5 separate regions of the Mus musculus genome follow, and all the other regions are linked to region 1. Evidence: chromatin contacts called from public promoter capture Hi-C data. All regions are on one chromosome and are shown on one strand. The core of a region is the stretch at or near the end of the contact, and the rest is flanking DNA. Distances in the headings are between cores, read along the strand shown.

The links. Promoter capture Hi-C pulls out the DNA fragments that hold promoters and counts their contacts.
Region 2: a promoter capture Hi-C map of pre-B cells shows a contact between it and region 1. The contact joins the promoter of Usp31 here to the promoter of Lyrm1 in region 1. A contact is called at or near these places in 3 of 39 promoter capture datasets (the 3T3-L1 cell line, neutrophils and pre-B cells), 3 of 484 Hi-C or Micro-C datasets (CD8 T cells, double positive thymocytes and muscle stem cells), 1 of 115 datasets of contacts at active chromatin or transcription factors (astrocytes) and 2 of 9 other capture datasets (adipose tissue and liver).
Region 3: a promoter capture Hi-C map of pre-B cells shows a contact between it and region 1, with 4 times the contacts expected there. The contact joins the promoter of Coq7 here to the promoter of Lyrm1 in region 1. A contact is called at or near these places in 2 of 39 promoter capture datasets (liver and pre-B cells).
Region 4: a promoter capture Hi-C map of pre-B cells shows a contact between it and region 1. The contact joins the promoter of Vps35l here to the promoter of Lyrm1 in region 1. A contact is called at or near these places in 3 of 39 promoter capture datasets (hippocampal neurons, liver and pre-B cells), 1 of 115 datasets of contacts at active chromatin or transcription factors (astrocytes) and 2 of 9 other capture datasets (embryonic stem cells and liver).
Region 5: a contact with region 1 is called in a promoter capture Hi-C map of pre-B cells, with 3 times the contacts expected there. The contact joins the promoter of Mettl9 here to the promoter of Lyrm1 in region 1. A contact is called at or near these places in 4 of 39 promoter capture datasets (the 3T3-L1 cell line, liver, neural stem cells and 1 more), 5 of 484 Hi-C or Micro-C datasets (CD4 T cells, adipose-derived mesenchymal stem cells, embryonic stem cells and 2 more), 2 of 115 datasets of contacts at active chromatin or transcription factors (astrocytes and large pre-B cells) and 1 of 9 other capture datasets (adipose tissue).

What each region holds. Positions count from the first base shown.
Region 1 is chr7:119,894,515-119,897,358 of GRCm38.p6, reverse strand. Lyrm1 (LYR motif containing 1) reads right to left here and starts at 1,498. Exons shown (of 4, transcript NM_001285959.1): 1 at 1,469-1,498. It overlaps Dcun1d3 (DCN1, defective in cullin neddylation 1, domain containing 3 (S. cerevisiae)), which reads left to right and starts at 1,614. Exons shown (of 3, transcript NM_001163703.1): 1 at 1,614-1,801.
Region 2 is chr7:121,706,032-121,708,875 of GRCm38.p6, reverse strand. Usp31 (ubiquitin specific peptidase 31) reads left to right here and starts at 1,434. Exons shown (of 16, transcript NM_001033173.2): 1 at 1,434-2,240. The coding sequence starts at 1,623.
Region 3 is chr7:118,531,971-118,534,814 of GRCm38.p6, reverse strand. It overlaps Coq7 (demethyl-Q 7), which reads left to right and starts at 1,459. Exons shown (of 6, transcript NM_009940.3): 1 at 1,459-1,636. The coding sequence starts at 1,564.
Region 4 is chr7:118,738,860-118,741,703 of GRCm38.p6, reverse strand. Vps35l (VPS35 endosomal protein sorting factor like) reads right to left here and starts at 1,433. Exons shown (of 31, transcript NM_027815.4): 1 at 929-1,433. The coding sequence starts at 1,029.
Region 5 is chr7:121,033,023-121,035,866 of GRCm38.p6, reverse strand. It overlaps Mettl9 (methyltransferase like 9), which reads right to left and starts at 1,422. Exons shown (of 5, transcript NM_021554.2): 1 at 892-1,422. The coding sequence starts at 1,056.

The DNA.
Region 1 (2,844 bases), core at 249-2,748:
CGATATTAAGGGGGACTCCTTATTTTTGAGGTGTTCTTATTGAGCTTCCTACTGGCTTGTACCCTTCTTGGTGGTCTCTAAATGTGAGATCTAAAGAATTTGGGGCTCTTTCTCATCTACTACCTATTCCAGGGTCTAGGAATAAACCCCACATTTATTATCTCCAACCATGACTTGTCTTCCAGCTTGTCCGTCTCATTTCTGGACATCTTCATGGGCTGTAAAATGACTCTGGACATACGTTCCAGAGAGCATAGGAGATTCCTTCCCAAACTGTTTTCTCTAGAGAAACATCTTTGGTTTCACATTCTCCCATACATTTCGTATCCAGTTCAGCATTCAGTCTGGAATGCTCAAGCTCCCAAATACATTATGAATCAATTCTCTTAATTTCCATGTTTCCACCACTGTCATCTCTCATGGCCTTAGCAACAGCCCTTTAACTACCTTCTTTTATCCAGCAGCAATTTTTTTAAATGTAAATTAAGGTTTGGTCATTCATTACACTTCAGGGAAGTAATACAAAGGCCAAAACCTTGCTATTTCTGCAACTCCAAGACTTCTTTCTCGTCTGCCTTTTGTTTAAAATGTTACCCACAAGGCAGTTCCTTCTCCCATTCTCTTTTCCTCTTAAACCTGGAAGAGGCCTTCTCACCACACCATTCAGCTTCTGGGGCAGCTGCTATTCTCTGCATTCATTTACTTATTAATGAAAAGTTCAGAAACAAGACTTCCTTCATTTTGTCATTTGCTCATCTTAGTAATGAAACTAGCCTTCATCATCACCTGAAGTCTGATTCCTACATCCGGGATCGTTTGGGTGGCCTTTCTCAAGGCCAGCACCTCTCCAGCCTCCTACAACTGCCCCGTCGCCTTCCATTTATAATCGAAAAGTCTGAAGGGTCCCAGGCAGGATCTCTCCCACGTGCCAGTTCCCTTAGGCAGGTCTCCCGAGGCCAGCAGCGATGACACCAGTCGCCCTCGCGAGGCTGGGGTCATACAGGCGCGTCTCCTAGCAACCCCACACCGGCATCTCATCCCTGGCCCTGGGAAGCCAACCCCTTTCCCCAGTCCCCCGCGACTGGAGCCGGCGTCTCCATCCTTACACTCACTCAGCGTCACTCCTGCTTTTCCCCACCCACAGGAGCCGGCTGGGAAGAGGCGGTGCCAGGAGCTCTGCCGAGCCTTGGCCACACCGGGCTGTATCCAGCAGGTCCAGTAGGCCAGGCCGGGCCAAACCACCGGGCGGACCGCTGTGTTAGCATGAGGCCCAGGTTAGAGGTCGTCTCAAACCTCCTGAAACTTCCAGATTTAGCCGACTCCCCGCCGCACTCAACAACTGAGCTAACCTCCCTCTCCTCCAGCCTTCCCTTTCACCCTTTCGTTATCCCCTTGCCCCATTTCTAGTCAGAAAATGGCCTGGCCCAGCTCCTAGCCCACCCTCCGCCGCTCCCCGCCTTGCCCTTACTTGGAGACGGCTTCGGACGTCCTCGCGTACGTCGTGACGTCACCCTCCTCGTTCCTGTCCCCGCCCCTCTCCCATTCTCTCCCTCCTCGAGCCAGCGGCCGGCGGGGTTACCGGAAGTGATGATGCAGGAGGCAATGGAGGGGGCGGGGCTTCGGGGCGGCCGCCGCCGGTGGGCTGCAGATGAGGAGGAGGCGGCGGCCGCGGTGGCAGAAAAGGCGGCGGCGGCGGGGGTAGGGAGCCTGGAAACGCAAGCGGGGATGGTAGGTAGTTTGGACCCGCCGGGCCGCCGTCGTTTCCAGAAAGGGTTTGACTGGAGGAACCTCTGGAGCAGCTGTGAGTTTGGAGGGGGGGAGTTGAGGAAAAGGGGGGAGCGTTGAGAGATGAAGGGGCGGGGGTTCGGTTCCTTCGAGAAAGGGGGTGGTGGTGGAAAGGGAGGAGTGCATATCAGCGCCTTGTCTGGACTGGTCCCTCTGGAAGAAGAGGCTGTGAGGGGAGCCTGTGGCTTGTCAAGCGCAAGGCTCCGAAAACTTACCTACTGTCCCTGCCTGTCCATCGCCAGCACCCCTCAATCCCGGGCCTGGGGACCTGGGGCTGTAGATCCCCGGGGAGGGTCTGCAGACTCTGAGCTGAAAGTCCAGGGTAAGAGCCGTGAGGTAGGAGCCCAAGGGGGAGGTGGTGGGTGAATCTGCAGCTCCCTCCCTGATTTTTCTCCCCACCCCCATCCTTTTCTGTAATCGTTAACAGCTCTGGAATTAAGGGGCTCAGACCTGAAGGCCTTTCAGTGCACCTTTGCTATAAACGATAACCATCTGTGCCTGAGGTAATGGGGCTGGAGGGTTTGCCTATATCCTGTTTAGGAAGTGGGACGGGATGACAAATGTATTGTTTTTTCCATCCCCATCTCTTATCTCCCCTCATACACACCTCTGTTTCATACTTTAATTCTCTGTGGTTAAGTGGCAGTCGTGGACACCCTCTCCCCTTTGTGGCACTTAGTACCTCAGCTACCTCTTTTGAATTTGGTGTTCAGCCTCTATCCCAGCTCCTAACTGCAAGCTTTGTAGTACTTCAGTTATGGTCTGTGTCACATTGGGGAGTACCTCACAACGCCGCCTGGCTCCCGATTATAATGAACATTTTCTTTTATGAATACTAGAATTCCAGAGCTCTTCCAAGGCATCATAAGTGGCTTCATAGCCCAGGAATCAAGGTCTCTCGCTCTAAATACTTTATATGTGAGGAATTTACATGTTGTCAACTCTTTCCAAAAATGATTTGATGTTAGGCTAATTCTGGATTTCTGTGTTTCTCTCCACCCACACTTCATGATGCACTTCAGAGAACAGAAAACCCTATATTACTGTTTTTGTTTCTAC
Region 2 (2,844 bases), core at 185-2,684, 1.8 Mb before region 1:
GGATTTGAGCCTATTCAGAGCAAACCAAGAGCATCATTACAGGATACCATATTTAGTATTGAGTAGAAATCTAGAGGCCAAAACTATTTGCTTTGAGATGGGTGTAGGGTGGCCTTTCTATCTTTAAAATGTTATGGGCTTTCTTTCCCATTATCTGTTTTTTGCAGTAACCAGGGCTCAGGCTCATCTCTTAGCAAAGAGAACATACAAAGAGAAGGTCAGAAACCAGTGGATTTTGAGTAGTAGGCAGCCTTAATGCACGCTGTTCTCCCATGCAGTTTTTTTTCCTTTAAAAAAAATTGAACCAACATTTAAAAATAGAATTTCCACCTTTTCTCTAAAAATCAGCTGATCTGGCAACACTAAGCCCTCATTCTCACATGGGAACAACTGACTGGAGGTGAGCGAAAGCCATCTCTTTAGAAGAATGTTAATTAGCAGGTTGCCGCTGTCCACAACATTTCTTGTATTCCCAAGATATGTGAAGTATGACCTGATCAGCAGATGACCGACCCCTCACCAGGATTCTTTGTTCATTGCTATGACCTATCTAGCCTCTGCGATAGTAGTGCATCTGTGACCCTTGGTTTAAAGGTTAAGTCTTTGAGCCAAACTTGGGTTTAAATGAGATGTCAAAGGCACTGAACTGAAAACCAAGGAAGGTATTCCATGATTGGCATAGTGTGTGGAATACAGAGGTAATCATGAATGAATACCTACTGAGAGTGTACACTATAGGAAGGCAAGCAGAAACTCAGTTAGTTTCAGTCTTGTCGTATCCTTAGAGTTTAGTACAGTATTTGGCAAACAGCAAGTGTTCAGTTGCTATATTTACTGAATGAATGGATGGATGAATGAATGATTGAATGAATGAATGAGCAAATGCTCAGTTTATTGAGTGATTAAAGGGAGAGCTCAGAGGATTTAAAGGCTGTATTTTACAAAACTTTTCAGCAAGGCAATTCTAATAATATTACTTTGCTGAGACCTCAAGGTACATCCTGAAAGAAAAGCCCACCAGAATGTGCCAGCTCCGTGACCACGTTCGGGTGGGTACGCGGCAGTCCCTCGGGAGCCAGGCTGAGTTAACCCGCCTGGGACAAGACAAAGCTGTATCTATCAGCTCCTCTGCCACCTGGTACGTGGCAGCTTGATTTCAGTACTTTCTCTAGATCTTTTCTATTTGACAAGCAAAGACAGAGACCCACCCCTAAAATCCACCATCCAGCGCCTGCCCTAACGTTTAGGACCGTGCCCATACTAAACATGGCCAGTCTTGAGCTTCAACACGCAGAACCACGCCCTAAGCCGAGGGAGTCCTTGAATCAGGGTTCAGGGAGAGAGCTGTTCCCACAGTCAATATGGCGGCCTCGCAGCTTCAGTGCGGGGCGGGGCTGCGATGCCAGCGAGTCACGTGAGCTGCCCACTTGGGCGGCCGCGCGACGCACGCGCGCCCCTCGGTCGCCGCTCTCTTGCTCGCTCTCTCCGCGGCGCTCTGAGGTGGTGTAGGGCGTGAAGCCCCCCGGGCCGGGTGAGGCGCAGGCGGCGGGATGCGGCGGCGGCCGTGGCGGAGTCGCGGTCCGGGCGGACTGGCGCGGTGATGAGCGTCGGCAACCGCCGCCATGTCCAAGGTAACGGCGCCCGGGCCCGGGCCGCCGGTGGCGGCGGGCGGGAAGGAGAAGCGCTCGTTCAGCAAGCGGCTGTTCCGGAGTGGCCGCGCGGGGGGCGGCGGCGGCGCTGGCGGCCCCGGGCCGGCCGCGCCCTCGTCGCCGTCGTCGGCGCGCTCGGTGGGCAGTTTCATGAGCCGCGTCCTCAAGACGCTGTCCACGCTCTCGCACCTCAGCTCCGAGGGCGCCGCCCCGGACCGCGGCGGCCTCCGCAGCTGCTTCCCGCCCGGGCCGGCCTCCGCGCCCACGCCGCCGCCGTGCCCGCCGCCGCCCGCCTCGCCCGCGCCTCCCGCCTGCGCCTCGGAGCCGGTGCCCGGCGTGGCGGGGCTCCGCAACCACGGCAACACGTGCTTCATGAACGCCACGCTGCAGTGCCTCAGTAACACCGAGCTCTTCGCCGAGTACCTGGCTCTGGGCCAGTACCGGGCGGGCCGACCGGAGCCAGAGCCGGAGTCGGAGCAGCCGGCGGGCCGCGGGCCGCACGGCCAGGGCGAGGTCACCGAGCAGCTGGCGCATCTGGTGCGGGCGCTCTGGACGCTGGAGTACACCCCGCAACACAGCCGCGACTTCAAGGTGAGCCCGGGGCGGGGGGCCTTGGAGCTCGGGCGCTTCTTGGGCTCCTCCTCTTCGGGCCGGGAGGATTTCTGCGCTGGATGCTCAGAGAGTTCTGGAAGATAACCCAGATGACAAAGGAACGCATTCCTCCCACCATTCATCCAGCCAGCTTGGCTTCCGAGCGCCAGAACATGGGCGCCAGGTCCTGTGATCCGCCTTGGGGATGGATGTTGCCAGGACCAAGACCCTGCCTTCATGGAACTTCAATCTTTGGAGCGGGTATTGGTGGGAGAGTATCTATCCATCTGGGTTCGAATCCGGCTTCTGCTTCTTAAGTAGTAAACCACTGAGCCTCTTTATGCTCCCGTTTACCTGGTACTTACGTTTAGCAAGTTGACAGGTTACGTTGGACAGCGAGATTACCCAGTTTGGGCACTTCTAGCGGGTTCAGTGTGATACATAAAGTGCTTTAGCTATGTTAGTACCGTTCATGCTTAGTGCTTTTTTTTTTTTCTTTCTATTCTTAAGTACAATGAACCAGGTGTTATCAGATAGTACTTTGAAGAAGGCAGAACTTGATGATGTAATAGATGGAGGAGGTGGTCCTGGCCCTTGGCTTGCA
Region 3 (2,844 bases), core at 210-2,709, 1.4 Mb after region 1:
AAGAGGGAGGAGGAAGGGAAAGAGAGAGAGAAAGAGAAAAAGAGAGAGGAGAGAGAAGGGAGAAGAAAGCAAGCAAGCACAAATGGAGGGAAGAAAGAAAATGTAGTAGTCTCATATTTTCCACTTAAATGTTCTATTTTATCCAAAGTTCTTTCAAAGTTCATTGTTCTAACACCCCTGGAAGCTCCAGAGGCCAAAGCAGCCATTTCACCAGTTTAAGGCAAGCCTGAGTGACATAATCAGATCTGAACTCGTCATTACATCCATTTCAGGGAGCTGCTAACTGTGCTCATGAGTCATAGTTTGTTAGCATTCTCTTGATGGTAACCTTTTTAAAAAACATGTATTTGTCTGTGTGTCACATGTGCAGAGAGTCCGGAGGAGAGTGCTGGGTCACTTGGAACTGGAGTTACAGGCCGTTGTTAGCTTCCTGCTGTGGCTTCTGGGAATCAAACCCAGGTCCTCTACAGGAGCAAGAAGTGTTCTCAACTTCTGAGCTCTCTCTAGCTCCAATTTTTTAACACTTCCAAAAATTTCCAGTAATAACTAGGACATACACCTCAACATTCTTTTATCTCTTTAGGACAGATCTAGAAGTGGAATGCACGGGAAAGGTTCTGAACATTTGAAGGCTTTGAGAGCCAGATTTAGGTTGAGTATTCCACAGGAATATTTAAGTACCCTCACTGCCGCTAAGGCCCAGTACTTGGGCTCGTCTTAATTTTAAGTTACTGTAGTATACTAATTGAACACTATAATTATATAGAATGGGTTAGTAGTTTCATTTATTTTACAGTAGCTATGAATCAAATACCCGCCCCCCTCCCGCCAAGGGTGCAAACTCTAGTTTTCCTAAAGCCACAGTCTCTAGTGGTCCTATAATAGGCACTGATTATCCTTGCAGGTATGGTTTTTCCCCTTATATACTTATCTGACTTGAAAATTTATTTCTATTGGCTAGATCCTAGCTGTCATATTAATGGATATGCACTTTAAAATGTTTAATGTATGTTACTAAATTTTCCTTCCCTCAACACACAGCTATGTTCATCACTAATGTGCACTAGGCCATGAATAATCCAGTAAAGGATGAACAATGAAGCAAATCTCAATATAAAAATTGAGAAGGAACGGAAAGTAACGGGAAACAAACTGGGAAACCCACAATTACACCGAAAACTGGCATGTTTTACCAGGTAATTGCTGACTTTCAGGTGTAAATCGGCTCTTAATAGAGAAAAATAATCTCCATAACGTGGAGGAAACAACAGTGACCTGCGGGTCGCCTTTCCAAGACAGGGAGAAACCCTAACCTAAAATGCCTCTCCAGGGCAGCTCTGCATCAACCCTAAGAGCCGACCGGGCGCCTTCACGACGTTACAATGATCGACAGGGGGAAGACCCAATAGAGTACGTGAATCGGTCATTTCTAACCAATCGGGTGTAATCCAGGGCCTAGGGGCGTTTCCTCTGGCTCTCGGTCCGCGGCATCTATGCGTCATCACCCTGAGTCGAGAGCACGATTGGCGGGGCGTTTGGACCATAGCTGCATTGTCCGCAGCGATGAGCGCCGCCGGAGCCATAGCGGCTGCTTCCGTGGGACGCCTGCGCACTGGTGTCCGGAGGCCCTTCTCAGGTACCGGCCGTTCGGGGTCGTGGTTCGGCGCGGGGCTCTTCGCCGGTGACTATTTGCAGTGGAGGTCACGGATGTCACGGGGAGGACGTCTATACGTCACAAGCGCGCGACATGGGGGTGGGGTTTGTAGTACGTCTAGTTGATTGATAGGAACGGGTGAACTTCTGCAGGATGCCCTGCCGGGGAACAAGTGATTACCAGCCTGTGATGTGACGTCAGTGCAAGTGTGGAACTTGAGTGTCCTGCAGTGTCCCTCCGGTCTCCACTCGGGACTTTCTCAAGCAAAGTAGCCTTCCGACGACAGCATCAATCTGTTATAAATGCAGATTTTCGGGTCCCCCTCATTATCCACTGGATTGATAGGTTTTAGAGTTTTAAAAAGTGTGTGTGTGTGTGTGTGTGTGTGTGTGTGTGCGCGCGCGCGCGCGCGTGCGTGCGCACAATAATTAAATTCTAGAGAGGCCAGAATTGGGGTTTGAATCTGCAACTAGAGTAACAGGCAGTTTGTGAATCCCTATATATGGGTGCTGGGAGCCCAACTCAAGTCATTTGCAAGTGCAGTACACATTCTTAACTGCTGAGCCTTCTTTTGAGCCGTAGAGTCTCTGTTTTTATCAAGCCTCTCATGGGACTGTTTGTATTGCAAAATATGGTAAGCTTTGAATTTGGAATGGAGAGAGGTAGGTTTGGATTCAGGTCTGATTCATCCGAGCTGCCCCAGAAAATCGTGGTCATTTTCTCGAAACTAAATCTTCAAGCATTAGATTTCTATTTTGCCTGAAGGCAATATTGTTTGGAGGTTTGAGATGTGTTTTTGTTTAACTACAACTTATTAAGTAATTTAATTGAAACTACATCCTTTTGGTAAATAATAAGCCAGAATTGTCTGCCCCCAAATGGATGAGTAATCACACACACACACACACCACCACCACCACCACCAATACCATGAGAACAGCTATGAAACTTCATTAGATATTGTTGTGTGTGCCTTCCAAGGCTTGAGTCCAAGGTTGTTTTTCTTTCTGGAAGAGAAGAGTGCTTAGCAAGTGTTTGGATATTTTTCAAGACATGCCAGTTATAGAGATGTTTTCCTTGGTGATAAATGGATCAGAAGAGACTTTTTAAGAGCCTCTTAGTATGTAATTTATGTGTCCATAAGCCACTTAAAATCTTCTCATTTGCCACTTAAAATCTCCCAGATACCA
Region 4 (2,844 bases), core at 184-2,683, 1.2 Mb after region 1:
GAGCAGAGCTGGGGTCTCAGCAGTATGGAAAACGAAAACATCCAAGGTTAAGCCAGCACAAGCAGGTGAAGCCAACCCACGGTGTGATACGGCACCACGCTGACGTGCTGTGTCCTTAAGTGGTCACTTAAGAGTCTGCAGGGTGGAGTGAATTAAAGTGTCCGGCCAAAAAGCCAGAGGGTTGATGTTGGTTATGTTCAAGGCCTAGCGCTACAAATTTCTTTCATGCTCAAACGCAGAAATTTTGCCCCTGAGATGCAAGGTCTCCAACGTCCAACCACATTATCATCCGCTTATCCTATGTGGGTTCTTTATCGACACAAATCACCTGTGACAACCTAAAGGTCACCTCACTTCTAAGCACAAAAAGGCCCGTATGCCAGTCACTTGGGTACACACTATTCCTTCCTGCTTGGTGAGCTCGTATGCATCCTGCAAGACCCAGTTGAAGGCTCTTCTCTGCAGTCTACCCAAGCCGCCAGGGGAGTTGACTGACTGCCCCCTCTCTCCTTTGGGCGTGTCCTCTCTCTAATACGTTCTACTACGTTGAACAACGAGGTAAAGAAGCGTGTCTGGGGACCCTACATAGAGTAGGGTGAATGGTCCCACTTTACAGATGAGAAAGTCTAAGGAGCTCAAGGAACAAGCGACCAGGTCTCCCAGGTGCAGACTCCGGGCGAATTCATCCCCTTCCCCAGAACTCCCAGGCGTGCCAACGTCTCCCAAGGAGGCGGAAGCCTTGGATGGAGTCCGTCTGAGTGAAGGAGCTGCGGAACAGAGGAGAGGAGCAGAGTACTGACAGCGGTTCTGCTCTTCCGTAGTCCTGACAGCCCGGGCGGGGACGGAGGCCACCGATCCCAACAAGGAGGACTGCCCACCCCCACTGAGAGGAGCCCTCCCCGAAGCCTACTAGCGGGTTTTTCCTTACCAGGGAAAGACAGCCATCTTCCCAGTCACATGATCGCCTGTTTTCCGCGTCCAGCCCCTTTTCTCACATCCAGGGAAGCTCGGCCCCGCCCCAGACGCCATGATTGTGAAGGGCAGCTTCCGCTCTGAAGATCCCGGGCTCCGTCATCCGCCATGATTGTGAGGGGCAACTTCCTCCGGATTCCGATCCTCCGCAGTTGTATCGGGCAATGGCCCGGCAAAACCCAAGCTCCGTCATCGGCCTTGATTTTATTTTTTCTTTTTATTTTGTTAATAGAAATCCATTTACGTCTGCCTCCGAATGATGGGATTAAAGGCCTGCATCACCACGCCTTGCTTAAATCCCATTCGTATTATGTAAATATGTGCACGGAGGTCAGTGGATAACGGACAGGTGTTGGTCCTTTCTTCGCTTGGCACTAGATGCCATTACCTTCTGAGCCATCCCATTCACACACACACACACACACACACACACACACACGATGCCATTACCTTCTGAGCCATCCCATTCACACACACACACACACACACACACACACACACACACACACACACACACACACACACCGCCCCCCAGTCTTGTAAGGGGTAAGACGCCACTGGCTGCTTGGCCCGCCTGCGCCCTCTAGTGACAAAAAGGAGTGCACACACCCATCCCTGCTGAGGGCCAGACACAAGTGATTATGAAGTGAATTCTGTTTGGTGTGGGTTCTCTTCATGCTTCGTAAGGATGAACACTTTGGGCATTTTCCCCCCACTACTGACAATCTACGTCCGAATACGGGCAAGCAAGTTCTGTTCTTGACCACAGAACTTTGGCGCTCCTGTTTTAAGCCCCACCCCACCCCACCCCCATGGATAAATTATGATAGGGTGACTGCACTCAATGCACTTTGCCCACTCCCTTCTCAATAGAAACTTCTGGAGTATCTATCATTAATCACTTGTTTTTGGAAAACTGATGCTCAAAGCTGGTGAGTGTCAAACTCTAACTCAAATAAGAATGGATTAAGACTGGGAAATTAGCAGACTGTCTATTCATACCATCCTGGTTCTACTCCCAAGTGCATTTCCTTATGGAAAGAGCAGCATCCTCTTATGCGTTCTGGAAAAGGCAACGGAATATACTTTAACTAGGACTGACATTTTCAGAGTCCCAGTTTCTTCCTCTGTGAAACTGAGCTAACTGCTAAGGTGACAGGAGGTTATAAAATCCCTGTCTCCGGGGCAAACCTCAGATGCTGTAGTTAGTGAGGCAGGCAAGACAGGCTGCTCTTGGTTGGCCTTTGCTCTCAGAGCCTTTCTCTCTGTAGCGCTGACCCTGGTCTATAACAGAGCAGGGCATCTACTGTAAATGGGCATGCCACTTGCCTGGGGACTGTAAAACAGTGGCTCTGGGATAGTTGTGTGTACAATTCTAGGGGACACTGCTGTTGGTGGTTCCTTTGAAAGAATGGTAGCAGTTTGGGTGGTAAGAAGCAACTATGAGGCACTAAAGGCAGGGGACCAATTGTCCTTCGTACATTCGTCAAACCCATCCCATCTTATGTATAAAATAGATGATGGGGAACTATCATAAAACAGGCTACATTTCTGGAAAGGATAGATAACTAAAGGGTTCTTCTTACCACATGCTAAGACCATGGTTTTGTGGCATCTCTGTCAGTGTCCCTAAAGAACTGTAAAATCTGGGCTGGAGAAATGCGTTATCTGGTAAGCACTTGCTGTTCTTCCAGAAAACCCAGATTTGATTTCTAGAACCCAAACTCACAACCATCTGTATCTCCAGTCCCAGGGGATCTGATGCCCTCTTCTGGCCTACAGAGGTACATGTGGTATAGAGACACACATACAGGCAAAATATTTATATACATCAAATAACTAAGTCTAAAAAAAAGAATCTTTTAAAGAAAC
Region 5 (2,844 bases), core at 173-2,672, 1.1 Mb before region 1:
GCAAAGTTTGTCTAAATTCAAAGGCTTCTCTTCTGTGACTGCAAGGTTAACCACAAACTACTTACGGTCAAATGCAAACTACCTCCCTCTTAATTCAACAGCTGACCCATGCATGTTTCTTTAAGTGGTACAAATAGCTAATGAAAAGACCATCCAACCCCATCCAACCGGTAGAACCCCCACGGCTCACAATCCATTCATTAGCTACAAGAATTCACTGCTGAACAGTTCAGATTTTTTAAACCTCTCCGTTTAAAGCTTGCATCATCTTCCTCCTCATCCCAACCTCTCTGGTCAGCTCACTAAACCCAAGTTGAAAGGACACGTCTCATAGGCAGAGGGGGAGGAGAGTTCCTAGGCTGGGAGCCCAGACCTGTCAAACACATTTTTTTAAGTGCTTCGGGGAAATGTCAGCCGAAATGTTCACGAGGCCCAGTTTAATGTCTTTAGAACCCTTTGTATATCCAGAGATTCGGCCAGACAAAAAGAGACCGGCTTTCGGTTTTGTCCCTCGGGGGGGTAGAGGAAGGCTGGCTGGGTGAGAGCTGGGGCAGTTTTCTGCTCAGGCCCCAGTGCCAGTTGGGTGGCCCTACCCAAAGTTGCTCGGGTCCTGAGGGCGGACGCGGACGCCGCCGCCGGCCTGGGAACAATGCGGGGCTTCGGGGCGCCCACGCTGGGGCCCGGGGAGCCAGGCAGCAAAGGCTGTCCCCCGCCCGCGCCGCCGAACAAAAGGCGCCGTGGGGCCAGCGCCCGGGCCGGGAAAAGTTTGTGAGAGGCCGGGGCCGAGGCCCGAGCGCGCCGCCCCGCACAATGGCCCGGCCGAGCGCGGGAAGGCCGAGCGCCCCGCCGCGCCGCGCCACGCCCCCGCTCCGCAGGGCTGCGGCCCAGTACCTGGTGCGTGTCCTTCCCGCCGCCCGCGGCCGCCGCTGGCCCGCCGGGGCCGCTAGTCATGTTCACGTACAGGGAGCGGGAGAGCGGGCTCCGCAGCGTCCACATCCTCCGCGCCAGCCACACGGACGCCAGGCTCAGGCACAGCCAGCCCGCCAACAGTCTCATCGGGGGGCCGCGGCCGCCAGCTCGGATCACCGCCGGGCCCAAGCCCAGGAGGAGGAGGAGGAGGAGCCGCCGCCTCCGGCCACCGTCGTCGCCGCCGGAGCTCGAGCCATCGCCGCCAAGTCGCCCGTGCAGCCCCCTTCGGGGCCGAGGCAGAGGGAGGGGGAGATGGCGCGGGAGGGGGGGCGGGGGAGGAGCGGCAGGCGCGCGGCCTTCTCACGTCCCCCGCGGCCCTTCCCAGCCCGGAACGCCAACGACTCCAGGTCGTGTTTCCACCCGGTGCACGTACAAACGCAGGAGGGGCGTCCTCCCTGCCCAATGAGCGGAGACCGGGAGGCCCGGGAGTTGGGAGAGAGGGCGTGCACGTCCTCCGTGGCGCCGCCTGGACTCATAATGGCGGAAGATCCGGGGGAGACTTCCTAAAGGGGCTACTAGAGTCTGGCCCCTCCGAGGAGGGGTCTGCAGGACTTCCGGGCTTGTCTTGCCTTAGTAACTACCCTGTGGGCCCCTCGATTACACCTTTGACCTAATTGTTCCCATTGACACAGACCCAGGTTTATTCGATAGACCCGCGCTGCCCTTCTTGCTACAGTCTTGACCGTCTATTTAATAATTTCCATCTGGGGTCAGCGAACCTGACTCCCAACTCCAAAAGCCACCCGATAGCTGCAAAGCAGAGAATCGAGGGGGAAAGAATCCCACCGCCACTCCCAGTCCCGGTGTTCCCAAGCCTGAGAAGCGGCTGTCACAGGTCTAGTGAAGCCCTCATGAGTGAAAGCTCTGCCTTTGTTGGAAACTGTTGCTCCTGGAGCACTCAACGAAATGTGATGGAAAATAGCATCTGCTGGACAACGAAGGCCACAAGTTAGTCCTGGCTGCCATGTTTCCTTGCAAGTTAGTCCTGGCTGCCATGTTTTCTCAAGCTGATAGAAGTTGGACCAGACATTCTTAAAATGTGCTCGGTCTGGGGAGATTTAGCCAGATATTTCTTAGATCATTTATAGCAGGAAGAAGCCCAATGTTTCTAAAATGAGGGTCATGAGATGTCGTTGTGTCTCAACTGTTGCTACTAAGCTACAGCATATTTCCTAGCCCAGCTACTCACACCTTCCTAGGTTTGTTAGAATATGCTTTTCATTTGACAGCGACAGATTCTGTACATTAATTTTAAATTAATTATAAAACAAATTTATCTTTACGTTAATTTCATCACACTACACTGAAGAGATTTCCGTTTATGAAATAATGACCCCTGGATGAGAAATGGCATTCCTTATCACAAACTCCTTAGGTGTTAAAGTATCTATTTACCATCTTTCGTTAATAAGAATATTTTGTTACCTAATGTGCATAGAATATAACAAAATACTTTGTCTTCTCTCATTCTGGTATATTCCCTGACATCTCTCCAAGTTGGGTGTTAAACCCAAGACTATACCTTACTAAATTGAGCTCAACTTTCTAGAAGTACTGGTCCAACATACTTAAAAGAAGCTATAATAGTGAATGTAAATGACTGTATTATGTCCCCTCTTTGAGTTCCAATAAAGCTCTTCTGTATCAAACCAGAGTCTTCACCTTTTTAAGTAAAGAGGAGATACAACAAGAGTGCATAAACGGGCATATTTCATTTCTAAAGACAAAGGATACAGAAAACTGTGTCCTAAGATTAAGCTTGCTTAACCACAGCTCCAAGACTTCAATCCTAAATGTATCCTCTAAACAAGAAGCAAAGATACATCTGATAGGATCTGAAGAATTTGGGGTGAACTTGACAGCTAAGACACCTAC